2 separate regions of the Anser cygnoides genome follow, and region 2 is linked to region 1. A link is a contact called in public Hi-C data. All regions are on one chromosome and are shown on one strand. Each heading gives the region's core, a stretch centred on a gene start, on an enhancer-like site or on the middle of the called end of the contact. The rest is flanking DNA. Distances are from core to core; before and after follow the strand shown.

Region 1 (5,245 bases), core at 924-3,423:
GCAACGATGCCAAGAGCCCTGCCTCGACAGTAAGGGAGGCTGGAGGAAGGGGGTGTTTGTACTCCAGATGGAAACAGCTCAAGGTGACGATCGCCAGCGACAACAAACTAATTTGGGACGCGCAAGCCGTGCCAGCAGCATCCTAACACAAGGACCCTGAGCAGGAAAGGTCTGCGGGGAGCATCTCGCTCTGTCCCACCAGGTCCCGCACGTGCTGCGCCTTTTCTGACAACATCCAGCTGGGAAACCAGGTGGGGTCCAGCCCTGAAAACCCGCAGAGCTGTCCTTGACGGAGCCCCACACGCACTCCAGAGACCAGAGGTGCTCACACACGTGGGGAGGGTCTGGCGGGTCTTACCAGCAACCCCCCGGGGCTGGACCCAGACCTTTGGATGAGGCCATTTGCCAGGACGGGACCGAAAAGCTCACGTATTCCTCTTGACGCTATCGAAGCACTTGGGCTCTTTAGTAAGTCATGGGCTTAAAAAACTCAGGATGCTATTCTAGTGCTTCCTCCGCTTAAAAATAGCTTCCCTGGACTCGCTGATGTTTGCTGCCTCTAATAGGAACCGCTCACCCATGGAGCACAGCAGCACTGCTGGGGAACAGAACCACCAGGCGAAGCCTTGCGAGACCGGGCTTGCAACCACATGGAGCGCCCCGGGGCTAGGAGGGGAAGCCCAGCCTTACCCAGCCCCTTGTGCTGACCCCGCTGTGCCCAGCGTTACGGGGTTTCGGGTCCGAACCCTCCCGCAGCCATGCCAAAGCCCCAGGGGCACCCTGGAACGAAGAGCTGCAGGGGCCAGCAGCGGCCATGGAAATAAGTGGGATTTAATGCGTTTCCAAGTGCTGTCATCTGGCTTTAAATCAAGATGTCTTGATGCTGCCACCTCCCACAAGTCGAGGCAGCAACCAGAACCTTCCCCACGTGCCTCACGCCCTCCTGGCCACTGCTCCCATCGGCCAGAAAGGCGAAAAGCGAGCAGGGGGCACCGGGGGGCGGCTGGCTCCACGTGCTGGGTGCTGGCTCTGCACGTGCACTGCCTTTGCCAACCTTGGGCTGGGGAAACGGCGAGGCAGGGAGGTGTTTGCACGCCTGGGTGCCACGGGAGGATGTATGGAGAGGGGACAATGCGACAGCAGCCACGGCACGGGGCTGCCCCCGCATCCTCGCAGCAAGGAGGGTGTCAGGTGGGTTTCTGCCCAACATTCGGGAGCGCAGAGACGAGATGTTTGGCCCTGGGCAGCACCGAGCCCTACTCCATGGGGACGGAGAAGGGCCCTGCTGGCCGACCCACAGCAGCACGTCCCTCGTCAACCACTGAGTTCAACCAGGAAGGCTCCGCAAAGCCACGCGTCCCAGCAGCCGGCCTGCCACGGGTAACGATGACCCAAAAAAGCAAGGGGGGGGGACCCTGCGTGCGCCCCGACGCAGACCCCAGCCCCACGCAGGCGGCCGGGGGAGCACGGCCCCGCACGCACGGAGCGGGAAGCTCACCTACCCGGCCGGCCGGGGCCACGCAGGTGACAGCGGCGCCGGGTCCCTCGTGGGTGGCATCTGCCCCGGCGGCTCTCGCGGGCCGTACCCGGCCAATTCCTGGCAGCTGCGAGCGATGCCTGTGCCGGCCGTCACGTCCCATTCCGCTCCCCGGGCCGCCCGGTGAGAGAAGGACACAGGATGCGCCGGGAGTGAAAGAGCGAGGTCGGCGGGGAGCGTGCCAAGTCCCCTCGCACAGCTCCGGGCCGCTCGGGGAGCCAGAGGGAAACTCGCCTTTGCAGGGTTCAGAGGCCGGCAGCGAGATTTATTTTTGTTTGTGTGAGTAAAAGGCTGCAGAAGCCTCTGGCCAAGGGGCTTGGGGGGGGGGGAGGAGAGGAGTGGCCTGTGATTCATACAGGCTCCGGCTGGCCTCGAGCCAGAGATGAAAGGGAGCCCATGTGCAGGACGGGGAGCGAGCGCCGCGTTAACCCTTCCGCTGGCCCGCGGGCACGGCCGCTGCCCCACGGCGAGGACGAGGGGGCGCGGGGACGGGGTGGGGATGCCCGCTTCCGGGCCGGGCTCTGCGCCGCGAGCCGACGGTGCCCATCGACGACACCGGTCCCGTCGTGCCTCGTTGTCCCCCGTGGTAGAAGGGGAGGGTGGCCCGAGTGGCTCGGTGGGTGGTGGGGTCTGGAAGACCCTCGGGGGTTGAGCTGGTGCAGCCTCACCCCAGTGCAAGCACTTTAGGACAGGCAGATTTTAGCTTTATCGGGGCTGAACGCACTCCCTGGCTCCGTGGCAAAGGGACCCTGCGGGGCTGGAGCCCGGCAGGGGACCCCTGGGGCCAGCAGCTCGCTGCTCTTCTCGGGGCTAGCCACTTTTCCTTCTCCTGGCCACTGCAGCCCCCAAATCCGCACCCACCCGCAGCCCCGATCCCGGCCACGGCTCCCTGGTCAGGGGCTTCTCCCAGGAGCTCGGCAGGAGCCGGAGGCAGCTCCCGCAGCTGCCCCAGCTGGTGGCAGCACTGAGATCAGACACTCCTGCGCGCACAGTCCCAAATTCCCAGCTCATCCATCAGCTGGGATCACCTGGGGGATTCCCCGGAAGCCGCTGCCTGGCCGGAGGGATCCCACTTTGGGATGGGGACAGGTCTTTGCGAGGGTCGAGCCGCCAGGCTGCATTTTCTGCTGATGGCACAGCAGACAGATGTCCGCCAGGAGCGCAGCGGTGGGTTCCTGCAGCCCGGCAGAGAAAAGCCAGGAGCCGGAGCCCCGCAGAGCTGCGTGCCCTGCCACCTCCGGGACGGGTCACCGGCGGTGACGCCGCCCTGCCGGGACGGATGGGCTGTCACCATCCTGCTGCCACCCCTTCTGCCCTGACCCTCCGAGAGCCGCCCTCCATCCGCGGGGCACCCCGGTGCCGCTGCCCGCTCCGTCCCCGCACGCTCGGCAACGCGCGCGCGTGCGGGGCTGGGAGGCGCGTTTTCCAGGGCTGAGAACAATGCCTCCCTCGCCTCTGCTCGAGGGTTTCCTCCTTCCAAGGTTCGTCCGCAGCGTCTTCCTCAGGAGTAAACGTGCCCCGTGCCTGGTAGCAAGCCGGGGCCGCCGCCGTGGCGGAGCCGCCGTGGGTGGGTGTGCGCCTTCCGCAGCCGGCAGGCACCCGCTCCCAGGCAGGTGCGTGTCAGCGCGTGTGCACCCGCGGCATTGTTCCTGCGCCCAGACGAGAGCGTGAATGGGATGCGGCTATATTTAGCCAGTTACTCACACTACCGCCACAAAGGAGCGGCTGCATCTTAAGGGGGCGGCCGTTCCGTGGGCTCAGAAGGGACAGGAGCGCGGCTATTTTGGGAAGACATGTCATAATTGGCCGCCCGGCCGAGCTGCTTCTGTAATGCTGAGCGAAACAATAGCAGCATCCAGAGGAAGAGCCTGTTATGTTTCAGGTGGGATGTTTTCAACCGCTCAGGAAACTCGGCCGCTCCCAGCGCGCGGCGGCGGCACAAAGGACAGGGGGCTCCGAACAGCGCGCACTGAGGGCCGGGCCAAGCGGCGGGGGCGGCCGGGGGCACGGGGCACGGCCCTGCCACCTCCCCGCTCCACCTGCCTGCCCCGAAAATATTCGGGTAGCGCTCAGGGAGGTGGCTGGCCCTTCGGCTCGCTGCCGTCACCTGCCCGTGACACGGGGCTCCGTGCCAGCATGGGTGAGGGTAAGGGCAGGATGGAGGCGGCGGAGCCAGGGAGCAGCAGCCACCCCGCAAGCCATGGTCGGGCAGCAAAGGGCTGCCCCTTGCCACCAGGATGCAGCAGACTGCGACCTAAACCCGCTCTGCCCTACCTGGCCCTGCTCAGCGTGATGGTTTTGGGGTCCCGGCTTGTGCAGGGGAACCGAGCCCTCCTGCTCTCCCTGCAGCTGGTGTCAGCAGGGCAACCCCCATTCACTATTTCCTCTGCCAGGACCTGTGCTTCCCCCCCAGCCTGAGCAACAGTCCTGTGCACACCCAAGCCAGGGCAGTGAAGGAAGCACAACAAAGCCCAAATCGCCCTCGAGGCTGGTGTAAGCGTGACCGCAGCGATGGTTGTGGTTGGGAGCTGCAGCATGGAGGAGCGGGGCTGTCCTGCCAGCCGGTGCAGCGCAGGGATCCCGGGACAGGCGTGGAGCGGGTGAGCTCCACCGGCAGCACAGCTGGGCACCGAGAGGCGGGGAGCACGGCGGAGGAAGGAAGGTAGAGCACGAGAACTGCCGGGAGAAGGCAGGGGTTTAGCTGCGAGCAGCACGGCTCTGCGGGGCTCGGGCGAGGCCACGACACCAGGCTCCCCTTGGGCACGTCAAACCCTGCCACGGGACGGGAGCAGGGGAAGCTCATGGATGGGAACGTTGGAACTGAGAAAGAAAACGGTGGCCAAGGGACGAAGGCTTTACCCTGAACCCTGGGTCACTGCCTGTGCTGCAGGAGGCAGCCGAGGTGCTCGGGCTTTCCAGGCCCACGTGCCCATCAGGGCGCAGGCACGGCCACGGGGACGTGCCTGGAGAGCTGAGGCTCTCGGCCCTGCTAGAACAGGAGCTGCAGCTGCTCAGCTCCAGCAAGTACGTGGGGCTGCGCTCGTCCCCGGGGTCACGGGCGGGGGGCTTGGAGAGCAGCCGACGTGTGAACTCGGGAAAGGAGCGGTGAACTGGAGAAACGGGATGAAACCACAAGGCAGGAGGTCCCAGGACGCACAATATCCCTTGGGAAGACCGGGGACCCGCAGGTCAAGGCAGGGAAATTCGGGGGGGGGGGGGTGAGGTGCAGAGCTGGCTGCGGGGTCGGTACCGGGGCCGGCACGCACATGTTCAGCTCCGGGCTGTTCCCAGCCAGCCGGGATGACTTTAGCGAAGCCCCGAGGACTTCTCCTCCGCCCCGCGCGCTCGGGCTCCAAGTGCACCTCAGCTCTCAGCTGTGCAGCCCCCGGAGCTGCCCACACCCTCATTCTGACCTCTCTCCGCCTGCGAGCGCCGGCCCCAGCCCGGCTCGGGAGGAAGGGAGGAGCAGGCCAGGCAGCGAGCCCCCGACGCGCCAGGCAGCCCCCACGCTCCCCGCAGAAGGGGCAGCGGCCGTCCCGGGGGGCCCCGCCGCAGCTGGGCCGGTGGCCGGGGCTGGGATGTGCGCGGCGCTGCCCTCCCCGAACACCCCGAACACGTGCGGTTCCTCTTGGCCGTGCCTGGACGCGGCGGTGGGAAGCGGGGAATTGACTTACACCTCCCGCTTAACAAGCCGGGGGAGGCCGGGAG
Region 2 (4,799 bases), core at 1,570-4,069, 82 kb after region 1:
AGATTGGTGGAGCCTCACTGGCAGCGTTTTTATCGACAAACTGAAAGTAAATTCGATCGTCCGTCTGCCTGAGACACAAAAGGAACGATAAGCAAGGATGGCTGCAGCGCATTCCCACAAGGTTATTACAATCATTTCACAATCTGAGATTTTCCGACATCAAATGCCACGTTACGCATCTGGGGTCATGGAAAGTATGCCTCCAGGAAACTGAGCCCGAGGCAGCTTCTCCATTAAGGCTCGAGGGACTGCAGAGGCTAACCTCCCGGTGCAGCGCCAGCAGAAGGGTTAGGGTGCTCAGACGAGCAGAGAGCAGGCACCGGGCAGCACATTTCCATCTATACACGGCGCTGGCGAGACCGACGCTGAAATACCGCACCCAGTTCTAGCGCCCTGATTTTAGAAAAAAAGATGCTGAAAAAACTGGAAAAGGTCCAAAAGCCAGCCGTAAAAGTGATTTCAAAGGCTAGAAATAACGCCTTGCAGTGAAAAACAGCTCGATCTGCTTAGCGTATCAAAAAAGCCTGGGAGGTGATTTGGTTGCTTCGTGCAAAGGACCTCCACAGCACTTAAAGGCTCTTTGCACGAGCAGAAAAGCAAAGCAGAAGAACAAACTAGAAACATTCGCTCTGGAAACAAGGTACAAATGTTTCAGAACCAGCTCAATTACCACTGGAACAAACTCCCCAGGAAGAGGGTGGATTCTCGTGGCTGGATGTCTTTCTGGAAGTTTTGCTTTAGCCAAACACAAGTTATTTGGCTTCACGCAGGAGTAGCAGGGTGAAATTTAAGGACCTGTGATATACAGGAGATCAGACTAGATGATCTAATGGTCCCTGCTGGCCATAAACTCCATGAATCTATGCAAACACGCCAAAGAGGGTCCTCAGCTGAGATATCAAGTTCACTTTCAACACTAAATGTTTCACAAGTTGGCTCCGGTGCTGCAGGTCATTTAGGATACAAGCTCAGCTCTTGAAGGCTGCATCTGGTTAAGCACTGAGAGATGACCCGGGCAGGGCCGTGCTTCGTCCAGCAGGTAAGGGGCAGGCTGCGTGCTGAAGCCCCAGCAAAAAGCAGCTTATGCTCAAACACGCACAGCGTGCCAGGAAGAAACCAGCATCTGCAATAAAAACGTGACACCAAGGGACGTGTGCTGAGCCCTGTTTGTAAGAGATCTTCCCTTAACGTAGCTCGGGGTGTCGTCAGCGTTCTCCGCTATTCCAGAGCAGATCATCTGTGGGGTCAAGCACGAAGGAGGGAGACGACAGGAGAAATTCAGAAAGGTGAGGACAGGAGAGATCTAACCCAAAAAGGCTTAGGAAGGAACGAGGCCGGCAGAGGAGACGTTTGGACAACAGGCTGAGCGGAGGCCGAGCCTTCCAGAAGGCTGACAGCATTATCACAGGCTGCTCTTCGCACTCCTGCTCTCCCAAGCTGCGTCCACCGGCGGGGCAGAGGGCAGCGAGAGGCGGCCAGCGCTCCGCGCGGCTCCCACCGCTGCAGCTGGCTGCCCACGCGCGGGCAGGGCGCTGCCTGGGGAGCTCTTCCGGAGCCTTCGCTCCTACCTGGGTGGTTTCACCCGGGGCACGAAGGCATCTTCGTCTCCGCCGTGCGCCACGCAGCACTGAGGTCTGCTGGGGAGGAAGAGCAGAGCCAAGGACAGAGGAAATGACACAGATTCCAGCAGGTTCCACTCCCTGATCCTCCGGAAGGAAGTTTCTTTCCTAATACCCACCTCCACAGTGGATACGAAGCCTGGCTGGAAGTGGCTCATTCAACAGTGGAAAGAAATAAATATTCCCCGTGGCAGAAATAAAGGGTTTTGGCTGCGGAATACGAGGTGCCATCCCAAAAAGCGTTCAACAGACGGCAGAAAAGGTGGGAGCGGGCCAACTGCAGACAGAGATCAAGGTTAGACCAACAACAAACAACAAAAAAAAAAGCTCAAGAGCAATCACCGTCTGACAGGCTTCGCCCTGCTCTGGGAAATTTCCCAGTCCTGCTGTTAGACGTTTTACTTCCTCTACCAGCGCTGCCAATTCCTGCAGTATTCTCATCTGAAGCGCAAACCCTCCCCGCCCGACAGCGCTCCGCAGCGCCGGGCCCATCGGACCCGCTGCCACGAGCGAGGCCTCACGTGCGGCAGCGGGAGGGGTTTGGTTACACACAAATCCCCGGCTGATCAGCACCAGCAGGAGAGGAAATGAGGAAAAGAGCGAGCGACAGGGGAAGGCGGTTTCTGGATGATTGTACTTGGGTTTAGAGCATGAGAGGCTTGTTGGAACTCGCAGCCTTGCCCCCACCCCGTCCGCAGCCTCTCCGGGAGCGCTGGGATGTAGCGGAGCCTCTCGCACAGGCACGAGGCCCTTGATGTCCTCGTAGCGCTCCCACCTCCGATCCACCAGCACACATTAGCACCAGATGCTCGTTACCGGAAGGAGACCGATGTCGGTGTTTCTCCCCTTCAAGTAACGTTAGGCCCTGCCTTGTCCTTCGCAGTTAAATAAAACCGCCAACACGGTCTAAAAATAAAATTAAGAAAAATTAAAAAAAAAAATAAATTAAAAGTCAACACCAACTTCTGGAAACTCTTACCGAGAGCTTAAGCCTTCGCTTTCTGGGTAGTGACAAAAGGTCAAGCTGTGCTGGAAAGCAACATGTGGGTTCTACACGCCATGCGTGCACGCGCTGCCTCAGCCAGCAGGCTCCCTGAGCTGTACCGAGCTCGGGGAGGCCTCAGCAGAGCGGTGCTGAGCGTCCACGGGGGATCACGAGCCCCAGCAGCGTGCTACAGCGTTTCTGGGCGGATTGCTAGTGCCTGAACTGCAGCTGAGGATTCTTACCGCTGTTTTGAAGTTAAAAAAAAATAAAAAAGAACAGTTTTTTAGAAGTTCAGCGCGAGCAGGGAGGGTGCACAACTGGCAGCAGGCACAAAAGGCAGCGCTAGCTGCATGGCTGAATGTCACGTCTCAAGCCCAGAGAGGCTAGGAGTGTGGTTTTGGTGTTTAACCAGCTTCAACTGCAGCCTGGCACTCTTTTACTTCCTCCGCAGAGGAGGCTTCTCACTGCTGGGGGAAAGAAACCAACCTTACCGCGCGAAACCAAACGGCTAGAGTAAAAATAAAGCCCCGAGGTGGTTTGGTGACCGAGGTCAGATCAGGAGGCGGAGGGTTTGCAGCCTGGGGAAAGCACTCAGAAATACTCACGCTGCCAACCGAGAAAGAGATTACAGAAAAGGAGGCAGGGCAGAGAATTAACGCGAGTCCAGCAGCAAAGAGCCTGAGAAGCCTCTTTCGCACGCTACCAGCTCCCCCGTGCTCAAAACAGTTTGTAAACCGTTTCCTAAACACAAAGGGGAAAAAAAAACCCAGACCCAGTCCTGACCTCCATGAATGAGTAACCAAACCAAACTGCTTCCTGCGAGCTTGCGGGGGTGAGGGCAGGAGGCTGCCCGGGCAGGGCAGAGGGAACTCCACGTTTCTCCCTCTCAAGCACCGCTCTGGGCCTGAAAATTAAGGACTCGACAACTCATGCTGCTTTTGCACGTGGGTGGTGGGCAAAGGAGAGGAATGAGGAGGGGCAGCCTTCAGCTGGCTGCCAGCGCTTGCTGTTCTGGCCCCAAAGAGCCTCCCTCTCCTTTTTGTGCCACGGGGGAGGCTCAGCAGAGGGCTGCAGCACGGCAGAGGTACGAGAGCAGAGCGGCAGGCTGGAGGGGAAGCACTGCCTTCCCCTGACGGCCAGGGCAGGCCGCACCGCGCCAGCCCACAGAGAGGATCGCTCGCGTCAAATACTAGAGAGCACCTAAGCGTGGAGGAGACAAACTTCCTCACTTAACAGCAGCCGCCTTCCTGCGGCAAGGCGCCGACAGGCAGCCTGCCCCAAGGCCCTCTGCAAGACCTCGTGTCGCTCTCCTGCGCCGAGAGAGGCCGAGGGGGCACTCCCTCGCTTCCCGTGTCCCCCCCCCTTTTGGGGACGCACCTACGCCACCGCTCGGGCTCGGCTCAGATGTGGGACAGGCGTGAGAAGCGGCTTCGGCGGGCAGCCCGGCCGCTGGGCATCTCCAGGCACTGCCGGGCTCGTGGCCTCCGTCCCCTCCGCCCTCTGCACGGGAGCACAACGTTGGGTGTAAAATAAAAGCAGGCAAGAGTTAGCACAGGGCTGGGAGCTCCCAGGGCATCAGCAGCAGCAGCCTGAAGGGTGACCCTGCGCGGGAGCAGCAGCGAGGGGAAGGCAGGCAGCGGGTGGCGAGTGCAGAGCCTGCTCCACGGCACCGCCAGGCTTTCGGGCTGCCCAGCTAAAGCGGGAGCACGAACCCCTGGCTGCTCGGACTTGTCTTCCACCCCAGAGGCTCCTAAAATGGCCCTCTGTGAGCGCTCTGCCCACCTGACGCCACGGGCCGCACGCGGAGCCCTGTACTCCTGCCAGCAGGGATTATTCTTAAGAGCCTACATGGAAAGAGAAAGGAGCAGGCACCATCCTTCACTGTCCCGAGGAGCGCCGCCCGGCAGCGAGGACACAGGCTGCCACCAGCAGACCCGGGGACGGGTGCCTCGGATCAGCGAGCTTCCCGAGAGGCCTCGTGTCCACGTGTACGTGTGGCAGAGCAGCTGCTGCTACAGCACGGCGTCAACTCCGCTTTTACCTGTCACTAATTCCTAGTTGGGCGTAACGAAGAAGAGCTACGAGGTGAGAAAAGAGCTGGCAGGGAAGGGTAAATAAACAAACAGGGGTGTTTCTGTGGGTATCTGCCCAGGAAAAGCCGGGCCACGCTCACAGATGCTCGGATCACACCACAA

The links. A called contact is a pair of places that touch in the nucleus more often than the background predicts.
Region 2: a contact with region 1 is called in a Hi-C map of liver, with 3 times the contacts expected there. The contact joins two enhancer-like sites. A contact is called at or near these places in 4 of 7 Hi-C or Micro-C datasets (granulosa cells and liver).

Annotation. Positions count from the first base shown.
Region 1 is chr18:7,641,943-7,647,187 of Taihu_goose_T2T_genome, forward strand. The region is part of intron 15 of SMG6 (SMG6 nonsense mediated mRNA decay factor); the gene reads right to left. Among named protein-coding and RNA genes, the nearest start is that of HIC1, 16 kb to the left of the region's middle. Within about 2 kb of position 2,174, at least 1 of the 3 cell types and tissues checked has open chromatin away from gene starts, as enhancers often do. A contact at or near this core is called in liver, where this site is marked.
Region 2 is chr18:7,723,737-7,728,535 of Taihu_goose_T2T_genome, forward strand. All of the region lies in intron 9 of SMG6 (SMG6 nonsense mediated mRNA decay factor), which reads right to left. Among named protein-coding and RNA genes, the nearest start is that of SMG6, 17 kb to the right of the region's middle. Within about 2 kb of position 2,820, at least 2 of the 3 cell types and tissues checked have open chromatin away from gene starts, as enhancers often do. A contact at or near this core is called in liver, where this site is marked.